Linked DNA regions of Mus musculus: regions 1, 3 and 4 are each linked to region 2. Evidence: chromatin contacts called from public promoter capture Hi-C data. All regions are on one chromosome and are shown on one strand. Each heading gives the region's core, a stretch centred on a gene start, on an enhancer-like site or on the middle of the called end of the contact. The rest is flanking DNA. Distances are from core to core; before and after follow the strand shown. Region 1 holds the start of 4930542N06Rik (a long non-coding RNA gene). Region 2 holds the start of Nudt9 (nudix (nucleoside diphosphate linked moiety X)-type motif 9). Region 3 holds the start of Gbp6 (guanylate binding protein 6). Region 4 holds the start of Gbp9 (guanylate-binding protein 9).

Region 1 (3,293 bases), core at 390-2,889, 1.4 Mb before region 2:
GCTACACTCTCAGTCTCTAATTTCTTAACGGACACTGAACAAATTATCTAAATTGGTTTCACATTTACGATATTTTAAACGTTCTCTCTTATTTTTATATAGCAGTTGTTTTTGTTTTGTTTTGTTTTGTTTTTTCCTGTTAAGTTCTCAGACAAGACCAGAATGTATTCAAGAAGTCCATACGCTGGTATTGACTTTTAAATTTAGGTTTGTCCTCTGGGGTGGGGGTGCAAAGGGATCCTAGTGGTAGTTTTTCTAACCACACATCAAAGTCTTCCACAAACACATGACTATAAGCAACCTACGGACTTTGGGAAGTCAGTTGAGGACACGGATTACCGAGCCTCTTCCTTCTGACCTGTCAGCACCTGCAACCTAGGAGGAGGAACCACCGAGTCTTTAAATGGAAATCAGTTGACCCCTTCCAGCTCAAACGCTAAAATCACAGCTGTAGGCCAGTAAATACCCCAGAGCATAAAATGTCGACAGGAGGCTCCAGGGCAGGGGGCAAACGGCGGGGACCTGGTGTGGACCCCCTCGAGCGAGCGCCTTCACTTAAGGGGAGACCAGGGTGGAGAGGGAGGGCCTTTCCCTTCGGGGGCGGGGAGGGGGGTGGTGGATACACAGGTGCGTGTTCAGCCGTAGGGACAACGAAGGCACCGCCTGGGCGCGGCCGCCCCCTCCTCTCGCCCCATCTGACCCCAACATCCAGGAGAGGTGCCCGCAAGGGACCGCGCCCTCCTTCCCCCGGGGGCGTGGGAGCCGGGCGACCGCGGCTTAGCAGGTGACTGTGCCACCTGCCCGCAGCGGGAGACCCAGGTGAGGCGCCGCCAGGTAACAGCACCTGCCCTGCCGCCCCCACCTGCTGCTGCGCTCCCCCTTCCCCCGCCGTCCCCGCCTACCTTCGTGTCGGAGCCCCCAGGCCCGCGCTGCCCGGCCGGCCGGGGCGAGCCGAGCGGCCGGCGCCCGCACTCCGGCGGCTGCGGCTCAGCGGGAAGCCCCGGCGCTGCCCGGCTCGCCGCCCCGGAGCCGCTCCATTGTGACGCGGCGCGCGCGGCCGGCCAATGGGCGCGCGGCGGCGCGAACCGCTGACTAAGTTCGCGCGCGGAGGAGGAGCGGAGCGCGCGGGCTGCGCAGGCTGCGCAGGCGGGAGCCGGGGACGCGCAGCGCCGCCTCCGAGCCGCCCTTACCCGGATCGCTCCGCCACCCGGCCCGAGAGTCCACCCGGCCTTGGGACGAACCGCGGGGGCCGGTGACTCACCCTCCTGCTGCACACAAAGCGCAGCTGCCACCTCCCGGAGCCAACGCCATGCGGCCGCCCGGATGCACTCGCCCAGCCTGGCATCCGCGGTGCATGGCAGCCACACGCCTCGCCAGGAGCTGGGGCTGCATTCCAGAAACCCAGGAGCCGGGCCTTATGGCCGTTCCCCAGGCGCTCCACCCCAGCAGAAGACCCCTGCCTTCTCACGTGTGCACCCCTGAGAAACTTGTTATTGACACAACTTACTCTACCAGGAAGGGTGGGGTGTGCCGCGCAGAGCCTGCCTTAGTGAAGTCCCTTTAACGCTCTTTAAGTCGAGTGACTGGAAAGGTTGTAGGGCCCCTGGGAAGGAGGAGAAACTAAGCAGCTTCTGGGCCTCCAATACCATCTTTTTCTTTCCAGTGTCTTTATCTTCAGCGTGAGGTGACAAGATAGAGGGAGTACACATAATAGTATTTCATTGAGGATGGTCACCTGTCCCCCATCCACATTCTTCTCCTGTTAATGGCCCTGTATTTGAAGAGTAACAGTGTGCCTTGCAAGTTAAGCAAAAATTTAATCCAAATTCAGAACTCTGGGCTATTTAATAGTTCTATCCTCCTCCTCGAATCTTTAACTCCCCCACACCCTCCCTGTTCTGTTTTAAGCTCAGTCTTTGTCCAGGTTATTTCTAGCACAAGGATTCAATTCAGCAAGATTTGTATCTCTTAGTTGCTATGGTGTTCCCATCCCTAGGTAACAAAACACTCCCAGAGGAGTAAAAGAAGACAGCATTTGAGTCACCTGATCAGTTGGGCACCCAATACCTCCACACACTACGAAGGTGTGGAAGACTGCGCTGTATCCAGTAGCGACCAGTCATATCAGAACTCCAGCCCGAACTGCCCTGGAAGTCACTGCTATACCCGGTCCTTGTCCAATTCACTCTGAGTGGCAGTTGCATTGAGTCTGAAGCAAACATTGAAAACACTGTGAGGACTAACGGCTCCACAGCTAAGAGCACAGACTGTTCTTGCAGAAGACCAGAATTCTGTTCACAGCTGCCGACAACTCCAGCTCCAAACGTTCTGACACCCTCTTCTGGCCTCCAAAGGCATCCACACATATATGCACCTACATATATGTGCTCCCACACACATGTGCACCTACATATATGTGCTCCCCCGCACACGTGCACCCACATACGTGGCACACACACTGCACACACACACATCTTTTTTTTTTAATTCTTTCATTTGAACATACAACATATTGTCATTAAATTGTGTGTATGACCTTGTGTACACATTTGTAATTCTAGATGTAAGTATGGCCCTCAAACTGCTTACCACCTGGACAAAGAGGTGTTTGTTTTTTTATTTTCTTGTTAAGATTTGTATTTTTATGTGAGCATACTGTAGCTGTCTTCAGACACACCAGAAGAGGGCATCCAATCCTGTTAGAGATGATTTTGAGCCACCACGTGGTTGTTGGGAATTGAACTCAGGACCTCTGGAAAAGCAGTGTTCTTAACCACTGAACCATCTCTCCAGCCCCCAGACAAAGAGTTTTTTAAGTATCAGTTTGAGGGGGAAAAGTAAGTGCTGTAATAGAATCAGAGTATTCTAACATTATAAGCTGGACGTTTCTGATTTTTTTCTTGGCTTAATGTTTGAGAAGGGACATTTCCTCCTCCAAGACCCTAATAATGTTTTCTGTCACAACAACATGGCTGCTTGTGTGACTTTGGGGAAGTTACTTAACCCTTTGTGTCCTCGTCTCTACAGCCAGAGATTATAAGCTTGGTGGTCAGTTTAAATTCAATGGGGATGCATATTAAAATCGGCTTCCTTGTTTGTAGCTCAACCTATCAATAGGAAGCAACGGAGATCAAGTTCATTCAAAATGTGTTACGTCTGGCAAACCCCACAGATGTAGCTGTTAAATGTGATTGCTGTTAATACATTCCTAATTTTCATCAGCAAATGATGGCAGTTCTTATTACGACAGTTGTAGGAGCCAGATAGAGGACTTTGTACTGCTCTGGAAACTC
Region 2 (2,885 bases), core at 270-2,769:
CTATCTCTCCAGCCCCCTCTTCTGGCTCCTTCTGTTTCCTTTTAGATAGCCTTTTAAGATAGTCTAATTAGTGCTACCTACATAAACATGGGCATGGAAGGTGATCAGTGGATGAGGGGCCAAGCTCCTAAAGAAAACTGTAGTCACAAAACTCTTGAAGTTACACGTCTTTTGTTTCTCGACAGATGTTTTACAATCATCTGTCTAGACCAGCAGGCACTCAACAAACACTTGTTGACTTAGCTTTGGGTTTTTCTTTGGAATAAGCAGTTTCAGTTCTGGATATACTTCTTTAAGTGTTCCTTTCCCTGTCGTGCTAGAAATCACCAATGAGCTTTTCGTTGTTCTGGTAACAACCAACAAAAATGCCATTAGTGACTTCCAGAGAGCAGGAAGTTCTCCCCTCAGCAAGCCCCACTGAAGAAGGTGTATAAAGGGTGTTAACCCACACCAGCAGAAAGAGGACACTCTGATTGAGGGGTTTTAAGCACTGTCAGGAAAGCAGAAAGGGGATGGCACCGTGGGGCCTACAAACCACAGCAGAAGTAATTCTATTTTCAATGAGGTGAAGGAATATGTCACTCCTGTTTGGGAAGCCCACAGAAATTCCAAACTCGGTCTCACACGGAGCCCAAATTGCCAGGGAACTAACCTCTTTCCTCTTCGGAACCGAAAGCTTGGTGAGTTTGCCTCCTAGATAAAAGTCAAGCTTGAGGCGTGGGTGGTATGTGTTTTAAGGAAGACACTGGTGTCAGAGAACTTAACAGAACCAAACTTACAAACTTTCCAAGTCACTAGGAAATAAAGTTGCGGCCACCTCGCCCAGGAGAGAAGGGAAAGAACGAGGTTCCCAGTACTGAGGCACTTGTGCGCACACTTCATCTCCAGTCTACCCAAAAGCCAATAATCAGCGCCTTCCAGCGCACAGAAAACACTGTCTGCTACTCAGATTAACAGTATATATTAACAGTATATTCCATTATATGGACTCGGTATCACCTCTAGCACGGAGCAACACACCATAAATGCTCTTCAAACTCTGGTGATCTATGAATTAGCGTTGGCGCCTTATCTGGATGGGCAAATTAAAAAGTCAGAGATCGAGAAGGGTCCTTGCTATTGGCTTCCCAAAATCCAGTACTTCAGCACAGCCTACATAACCTCTGGAAAAGGAAGGAGGGGATCGCAGGTCCACCCGAGGTCTCGGAACCGCAGCCCGTCCTAGAATCGGGGTACCTGGGTGCGGGGACGGCGCGGCAGGCTGAGGACCGGACAGTCACTGACGCGAGGGCCACCGAGAGCGACACGGTGGCTACCGCCTGCCCCAGGGAGCGGCCGGCCATCGGCGCCTGGCGCCTGGCGCGCGGCCCGCGAGGGTTCGGAGGTGGCCGGCCTCGCCCGGAGCCCCGCCTTGAGCCCCGAACCTGCAGCCAGCGGGCACTAGGACCCGGCCGCGCTCCCCCAGCGCCGCTGGCCGGCGGCGCCAGCAGCCCCACGACGTACCCGACGCGCGACCGCGCTTTACGGCCACGCCGCAAACTAACCTGTGTGCCAGGCCTCTCCGTCTGCGCAGGCGAACTGGAGTGCCGCGGCGCGGCAGGACGCGGAGACCCAGAACCCTGAGGCTGAGCGGAAGGAGGGTCAGGGGCGACCACGTGCTTCCAGGAGAGGAGGGCCGTACGGAGGAGTCACGTGAGCCATGCGAGGTTTGAGAAGACGTAGGATGAGTCAGTGACGAGTCTTGAAACACCTTGGTTTGGTTTCCAGAAGCCAAGTAACTTGCTTTTCGAAACTTGCCCGCATACCGGATTCAGAGACCGCCTGTGAACAACAAAATGTGGGCGTCCCGCCGGTCACGTGATCAGGCCAGTCACGTGACCCCTAACCCTTAAGGAGGGAATCCCCCAACCCTGGAACGCAGCCTGGGCTCCCCAGAGCCCCCTTCACGGTGCTGTCCGTGGTGTTGGTGACTCTGATAAACCTCTTGTCCAAAAGGAAAGCCGGCCTCGGTTTCCCACTTTCGAACCCCAAAGCCAAAACTTACAGACAAGCTGTGAAAGTGGCACGCGGTCTGGATAATAACGAACGAAGGACTAAAGTTAGCCAGATTGAAAGTGGTAAAGCCAGGCGTGCATCGCGGCTTGCACTCCAGGTTTCATTCGTTTAATTGTTGATGAGACATATTCTAAGCCTATCATCAACTTTGGGCCTTGCAAAACACACCGTATGGCGTTGGCTCTTAAAGCCAGGCCAATCAAATACTAACAGTATCCTGAAATCCACAGCACTCTTGGGATGGGACAGCAAGAAAAAAGGACTGCACAGTAACACTTCAGGGCGTTGCCTTCGTGACTATACTACACCCCTTAAAATGCCCGCTTAGAAAAACTAAAAGTATGGGAAATTTCCTCCCCACCCCTGCCCAAACCTGGTGACAGATAGGCAGATCCCTGGAGCAAAGTAAAGATTATATTTTCTTTCTCTGCACTTTGGGGCATAAGCCTACCACCCCACAGTTTCCTGGAGATGTGGTAGACATGTCGTTGAGGTGTGAGCGAGCACTCAGGAAGATAAATCACCTTGGGCTCCAGCCCCTTCCAGAGATGGTTGTTTTCAGCTTGCTCCACTGCTCCTGTCATAAGAAACACGTTTGTTTCTACACACACACACACACACACGAACACCTTAGATCCTTCAGCACCATTCCCCGGCCTTCAAGATCCCTATTCTTTTTTTTTTATTTTGGTTTTTTTTTTTAATGAAACTAGAACCCAGTTCATAATGTAGGCTTTCCTACGGCAGCAGTAGCCAATAAAAATCTTTCCTTGTGACTTTAACTAGTATCCTCAAACAGGCTAGTGGTTTTGGTTTGGTTTTGTTTTGTT
Region 3 (2,949 bases), core at 251-2,750, 1.2 Mb before region 2:
CTCTAAGGGGTACTCCCTTGTTTAATCCTTCCTGTGAAATCACAATGGATCACTCTACAGCTCCCCCCTGCTTTGTGTTTCATCCTTTACAAATGGTGTTCAATCTCCCATCAGGGACAAAGTTCAGACCCCAGTCTGCCTCCCTAAGGGCTCAGAAATTAAAGCTTTCATTTTTCAGCTTCCATCTCTGAAGTTTTCTTAGCTTCTATATTGAACACAACTCCTACTTACTATTCTTTAATTGCTTCTTTTAAAATCAGGTTTTAAAATTGACTGTTGTGTTTTATGAAAAGAAAAAGAAGTCAGGTATATGTTTGGTGGCTGTCTGGTGTCTTAGTTAGGGTTTTACTGCTGTGAACAGACACCATGACCAAGGCAAGTCTTATAAAAAAACAACATTTAATTGGGGCTGGGTTACAGGTTCAGAGGTTCAGTCCATTATCATCAAGGTGGGAGCATGGCAGCATCCAGGCAGGCGTGGCACAGGCAGAGATGAGAGTTCTATGTCTTCATCCAAAGGCTGCTAGTGGAAGACTGACTTCCAGGCAACTAGAGTGAGGATCTTAAGCCCACAACCACAGTGACACACCTATTCCAACCAGGTCACACCTATTCCAACAAGGCCACATCTCCAAATGGTGCCACCCTCTGGTCCAAGAATATACAAACGTCATACCTGGTATGTTGAGGTGAAAAGGGGTACCTCTGAGGGCCAGTGTTGAAGCATTACCTTCTTCCTGAGGTACCAGCCACACAATTGTATAGTATAGAATACAGTTTATTTAAGACATGGAGAGGGGAGTTGAGGGGTTAGTAGAGACAAAGAAAGAGGGATAGAGAGGGGAGGAAGGAGGAGGAGGGACAGAGAAGAAAGAGGGTAAAAAAGGAAGAGAGGACAATTGAGCAAGAGAGGGGGGTATGTGAGGGTACAAGCAGCCCCTTTTATAGTGAGTCATGCCCACCTGGCTGTTGCCAGGTAATTGTGGGGCAGCCCAGAAGAAATGGCAACAGGGATGGTTCCTGCTTTAGAAAACACATGTTTAAAACATTAAACATGTTTGATCAGAAAGCACTGGGAATTTCCCCTGAGAGAAGCACACTTGCAATACTCCCGGATTTTGTAATTTCCACTGATGGCTGCCTGGGTTTTACTGTGCTTTATCTGTGCCAAGAAGGCTGGAGGAAACTGGAAATGGGTTCCAAGGAAAGAGAAGGTAAACAGATTCCACAGTGGAGGCCTGCTGTCCCTTGGCTGCAACAGAGTATCACACTGGCTTTTCGGGATAGACAGGAACCTCTGACCTCCCTTTCCAGTCTTGGCCAAGTTAACATGGCCTATTTTATTTTACTTTCAGTTTTGTTTCTGCTGCAGCATGTGATTTCTTTTAACTCCTTCTCTCTCTCTCTCTCTCTCTCTCTCTCTCTCTCTCTCTCTCTCTCTCTCTCTGTGTGTGTGTGTGTGGTCAGCTTACATAAAAGAGGAGCAAAGAGAGCAGGAGGGAGGAGAGCAGAAGGGAGCCTGAGGAGGCAGCAGCAGCTGAGAACTGCACTTGGACCTGTGCTGTGGGACCAGGTATATTTACTTTTCCTTTCTTTAAGGAGCAACTTAGTCTGGACCTCAGCTTGATTTCCAAGTCAAAGGGGCAACTGAGGGAGGGGGAAGGGAGGCAGATTATGAGCTCTCTGGTCTGCAGGGGGCTGTGGCTGGCTTTAGGTCTAGGAGGTCAGTTTCTTTCCTCTGATAAAGGACAGATACAAAGTGGCAGCCTGACACTGCTGGCTGCCCTGCTCTGTTAGACAAACTATGGGAAGAGCCCTGGTCCTGCCTCAGCTGGGACCACAACAGCTCCTGCCCTGGTTCACAGGCAACTGTAGGCAGAGGAAAGTCTCTGTGGAGGAACCGTGTGAGGAAAACTCAGCACAAGAGCTTGGCAAACATCTATCTGGAAATAACTTAGTTCCTACCTCACTGACTTTGAATTAAGTGTAAGAAGATAATCCAGTTCTATATTGATGTTTATGTTGTATGTGAGATGTAGAGATTACGTAGTGCTATGTGCATTTTGTTTGGGCTGCTAGTCTTATTTCATACATGGAACTAAGCTGCAGAGAGCCTGGTTTCTGGAGTTAAGTGACGTCACCTGTATCTAACTTCTGGAGATTCTGCACATTCTCCTTCCTTGGCATAATGTCCTCATGCTCATCTGGGACTGAGGGCAGGGCAGGGGAGGCAGGTTATGTGTTGTCTGACCTGTAGGAGTCTGTGTCTAGCCTAAGTCTATTAAGGTCTACAAAGTTGTGTACAGTAGTTAATTTTATTCCCTTCTTTGGCTGAATAATATTCTATTGTGCACATTGTCAGACTGTGTTAATGTATGCATCTGTTGGTGATCTGTTGGTGGGAGTCTGGGCTGTCTCCACAATGTGGGTATTGTGAACACAGCTGCCATGATCACTACAGCTCAAAGGTCCATCCAAGTCCTTCTTTGCTATTTTGTTTGTGTTGTAATCAAAGAAGAGCTGTTAGATCAGACATAAGTATTGATTTTCTCAAAAGCGAGGACTGTTTCCCATGAGGTAATATTCTGTATTCTTAGCCACAGAGTACAGACACCTGAGTTGTCTAAATTCTGGGTTACATGGATTTGTTTTTGCTTTGTGTGGTAGCTGTCCTTGTGTGTATGGTTTGATTGGCACTTCCTCAATATTTGTCAAAGACATGTTATAAGAAACAATGGGTCTATAGAATTGTTGTGCAACAAAAACAAGTAGTTCTTAAAAATAACAGCATTCATGCTTAAACTGTAAACATCAGCAAAACTAAGTAAACAATTTCAAATAAATATGTATGTTAACCCAAAGCAAGCTTCAGCCTCAGTAAGCTCTAAGAAGCCAAATCACACATGATCATGTGACTCTAGACTCTTACACCATGTCCCTCAGCATGGC
Region 4 (3,252 bases), core at 669-3,168, 1.1 Mb before region 2:
CTTTATCTGAAGCCTGTTAGCAGAATACTGACTTCCAGACAGATAGATTGAGGGTCTTCAAGGCACATCCATTCCAAAAGCCACACCCACAAAGCCACACCTACTCCAACAAGGCCACACCTCCTAACAGTACCACTCCCTGGGCCTGGCACATACAAACCATCACACTGGTAGAGGCAGTACTTACTTGGGTAGGAATGATGAAAACGAGGCCTAAAACACTGTACCACTGCTTAGTGTAACTCCCTTTCGCTCATCCTCAGGAGGCAACGCCAGAGCTGAAAGCTTCAACAGGTCCACAGAGTATAAATTTATACTCTCCAGATGGAAATGTTCTGTCTTTGACCACCCAGTATTTAAAAAAAATATTCTATGGCATAGTTACCTGACAACAATCATGGTACAAACATTCTACAGTAACTCAATGTTTTCTGCTCTTACATCTTCACTAGTATAAGTCTTAGGACCAGGAGTCAAGGTCAGAGGATTTGTGAGTCTCCTTTTTAAGTCATATTCTGGTGTGGTACTGTGCATTGAGTATTTCATTGTCGCACATTATTTGGTACTTTTGTTTCTTTCTATACAGAAATAGGTATTTGATAATATTCATGATGAATAGAGAGAGAGTTCACTGAAGTAGAATTAAGGTACCAGTTTACCTCCATGCTGCTGACCTGCTCCTTTGTCCCTTTATCACTCTGAGTTCTGCACCTAATGTCTAGGAGAATAAATTAAGGACCCTGAAGCTAGGTGCCTGGATATGGCCCAGTCTCCAAGGGGTACTCCCTTGTTTAATCCTTCCTGTGAAAACACAATGGATCACACTCTGCAGCTCTCCCCACTGCTTTGTGTTTCATCCTTTACAAATGGTGTTCAATCTCCCATCAGGGACAAAGTTCAGATCCCAAACTGGCTGCCTTCCTAAGAGCTCAGAAAATAAAGCTTCATTTTTAAGCTTCCACCTCTGAAGTGAGTTTTCTTAGCTGCTACCCTGAACACAACTCCTACTTACTATTCTTTAATTACTTCTTTAAAAACAGTTTTCAGAACAACTGTTGTGTTTTCTGAAAAAGAAAAAGAAGCCAGGGATATGTGTGGTGGAGGTGGGGTATGGTGAAGTGGAAGGTGGTATGGGGGGTGGGGGCATGCTGAGGCATCCTGTCCTCCTGAGGTACCAGCCACACAATTGTATAGTATAGAATAGAGTTTATTTTGGACATGGACAGGGGATTTGAAAGGGTAGTAGAGACAGAGAAAGAGGAACAGAGAGAGGGAGACAGGAAGCAGGGAGAGGACTTGAGAAAGAAGAGGGTAAGAAAGGAAGAGAGGAAGATCTCAGGGAGAGAGATTGAAAGAGAGAGAGAGAGAGAGAGAGGGAGAGAGAGAGGGCAGAGTGGACAAGCAGCCCTTTTTATAGTGAGTCATGCCCAGCTCGCTGTTGTCAGGAAACTGTGGGACAGAGTCCAGAAAGAAATGGCAACAGTTATGGTTCCTGTTTTAGAAAACACGTTTAAAACATTAAAGCTCTTCACTCAAAAAGCACCTGGAATTTCCCCTGAGAGAAGCACACGTGCAATCCTCCCAGATTGTGTCATTTCCACTGATAGGGGTCTGGGTTTACTGTGCTTTATCTGTGCCTAGAAGGCTGAGGAAACTGGAGATGGGTTCCAAAGAAAGAGAATGTAAACTCTTTCCACAGTGGAGGCCTGCTGTCCCTTGGCTGCAACACAGTTTCTCACTGACTTTTCTGACACTAAGCATCCTCTGACCTCCCCTTCCAGTCTTGGCCAAGTTAACAATGCCTTGGCTTACTTTACTTTCAGTTTTGTTTCTGCTGCATCCTGTGTGTGTGTGTGTGTGTGTGTGTGTGTGTGTGTGTGTGTGTGTGTGTGTGGTCAGCGCACATAAAAGAGGAACAAAGAGAGCAGGAGGGAGGAGAGCAGAAGTGAGCCTGAGGAGGCAGCAGCAGCTGAGAACTGCACTTGGACCTGTGCTGTGGGACCAGGTATATTTACTTTTCCTTTCTTTAAGGAGCAACTTAGTCTGGACCTCAGCTTGATTTCCAAGTCAAAGGGGCAACTGAGGGAGGGGGAAGGGAGGCAGATTATGAGCTCTCTGGTCTGCAGGGGGCTGTGGCTGGCTTTAGGTCTAAGAGGTCAGTTTCTTTCCTCTGACAAAGGACAGATACAAAGTTGTAGCCTGACACAGCTGGCTGCCCTGCTCTGTTGGAGAAGCTGTGGGAAGAGCCCTGGTCCTGCCTCAGCTGGGACCACAGCTACAGCTCCTGCCCTGGTTCACAGGCAGCTGTAGTCAGAGGGAAGTCTTTCTGTGGAGGAACCCTGTGAGGAAAATTCAGCACAAGAGCTTGGCAAACCTCTATCTCGAAATAACTTAGTTCCTACCTCACTGACTTTGAATTAAGTGTAAGAAAATAGTCCAGTTCTCTCTTGATGTTTATGTTGTATGAGATGTAGAGATCACGTAGTGCTATGTGCATTTTGTTTGGGCTGCTAGTCTTATTTCACATGGAACTAAGCTGCAGAGAGCCTGGTTTCTGGAATTAAGTGATGTCACCTGTATCTAACGTCTTAGGATTTTGCACATTCTCTTTTCTTGGCATAATGTCTTCATGCTCATGTGGGACTAAAGACAGGGCAGGGGAGGTAGGTTACTGTGTTGTCTGGTCTGCAGGGTCCATGGATAGCCTTAAGTATATGAAGGTCTATAAAGTAGTGTGCAGTAGAATTTTATTCCTTTTTTTTTTTTTTTTTTTTTGCTGAATAACATTCTATTGTGCATGCTATCAGACTGTGTTAATGTATGCATCTGTTGGTGATCTGTTGGTGGGAGACTGGGCTGTGTCCACATTGTGGGTATTGTAAATACAGATGCTATGATCAATACAGCTCAAAGGTCCATCCAAGTCCTTGTTTTCTAGTTTGTTTATGTTGTAATCAAAGAAGAGCTTTTAGGTCAAACATAACTATATATTATCTCAGAAGTCAGGACTGTTTCCTGTGAGGTAATATTCTGTGTTCTAGGCTGCAGAGTACAGACACCTGAGTTGTTTAAATTCCAGGTGACATGTATTTGTTTTTGCCTTGTGTGGTAGCTGTCCTTGTGTGTATGAAGTGATGCTTTGTGATTTGATTGGCACTTCCTCACTGTTTTTCAAAGCCACGTTATAATGAACACTGGGTCTGAAGAATTATTGAGCAACAAAACCAAGTAGCTCTTAAAATAACTTCATTT

The links. Promoter capture Hi-C pulls out the DNA fragments that hold promoters and counts their contacts.
Region 1: a contact with region 2 is called in a promoter capture Hi-C map of pre-B cells. The contact joins the promoter of 4930542N06Rik here to the promoter of Nudt9 in region 2. A contact is called at or near these places in 5 of 39 promoter capture datasets (the HPC-7 cell line, HPC-7-derived erythroid cells, erythroid cells and 2 more), 1 of 15 datasets of contacts at CTCF or cohesin (pro-B cells) and 5 of 115 datasets of contacts at active chromatin or transcription factors (astrocytes, large pre-B cells, pancreatic cancer cells and 2 more).
Region 3: a promoter capture Hi-C map of liver shows a contact between it and region 2, with 2.7 times the contacts expected there. The contact joins the promoter of Gbp6 here to the promoter of Nudt9 in region 2. A contact is called at or near these places in 3 of 39 promoter capture datasets (the 3T3-L1 cell line, hippocampal neurons and liver) and 2 of 115 datasets of contacts at active chromatin or transcription factors (large pre-B cells and thymic regulatory T cells).
Region 4: a promoter capture Hi-C map of pre-B cells shows a contact between it and region 2, with 7 times the contacts expected there. The contact joins the promoter of Gbp9 here to the promoter of Nudt9 in region 2. A contact is called at or near these places in 1 of 39 promoter capture datasets (pre-B cells), 1 of 484 Hi-C or Micro-C datasets (B cells) and 2 of 115 datasets of contacts at active chromatin or transcription factors (microglia and pro-B cells).

Annotation. Positions count from the first base shown.
Region 1 is chr5:105,413,522-105,416,814 of GRCm38.p6, reverse strand. It overlaps 4930542N06Rik (a long non-coding RNA gene), which reads left to right and starts at 1,639. Exons shown (of 2, transcript XR_389449.3): 1 at 1,639-2,563. Lrrc8b (leucine rich repeat containing 8 family, member B) reads right to left here and starts at 1,040. Exons shown (of 5, transcript NM_001033550.3): 1 at 903-1,040. It overlaps Gm32051 (a long non-coding RNA gene), which reads right to left. Exons shown (of 2, transcript XR_389452.2): 2 at 2,893-3,293.
Region 2 is chr5:104,045,498-104,048,382 of GRCm38.p6, reverse strand. It overlaps Nudt9 (nudix (nucleoside diphosphate linked moiety X)-type motif 9), which reads right to left and starts at 1,519. Exons shown (of 8, transcript NM_028794.4): 1 at 1,237-1,519. The coding sequence starts at 1,343. It overlaps Mir5619 (microRNA 5619), which reads right to left and starts at 380; the gene lies at 320-380.
Region 3 is chr5:105,292,250-105,295,198 of GRCm38.p6, reverse strand. Gbp6 (guanylate binding protein 6) reads left to right here and starts at 1,500. Exons shown (of 11, transcript NM_194336.2): 1 at 1,500-1,573.
Region 4 is chr5:105,108,958-105,112,209 of GRCm38.p6, reverse strand. Gbp9 (guanylate-binding protein 9) reads left to right here and starts at 1,918. Exons shown (of 11, transcript NM_172777.4): 1 at 1,918-2,005.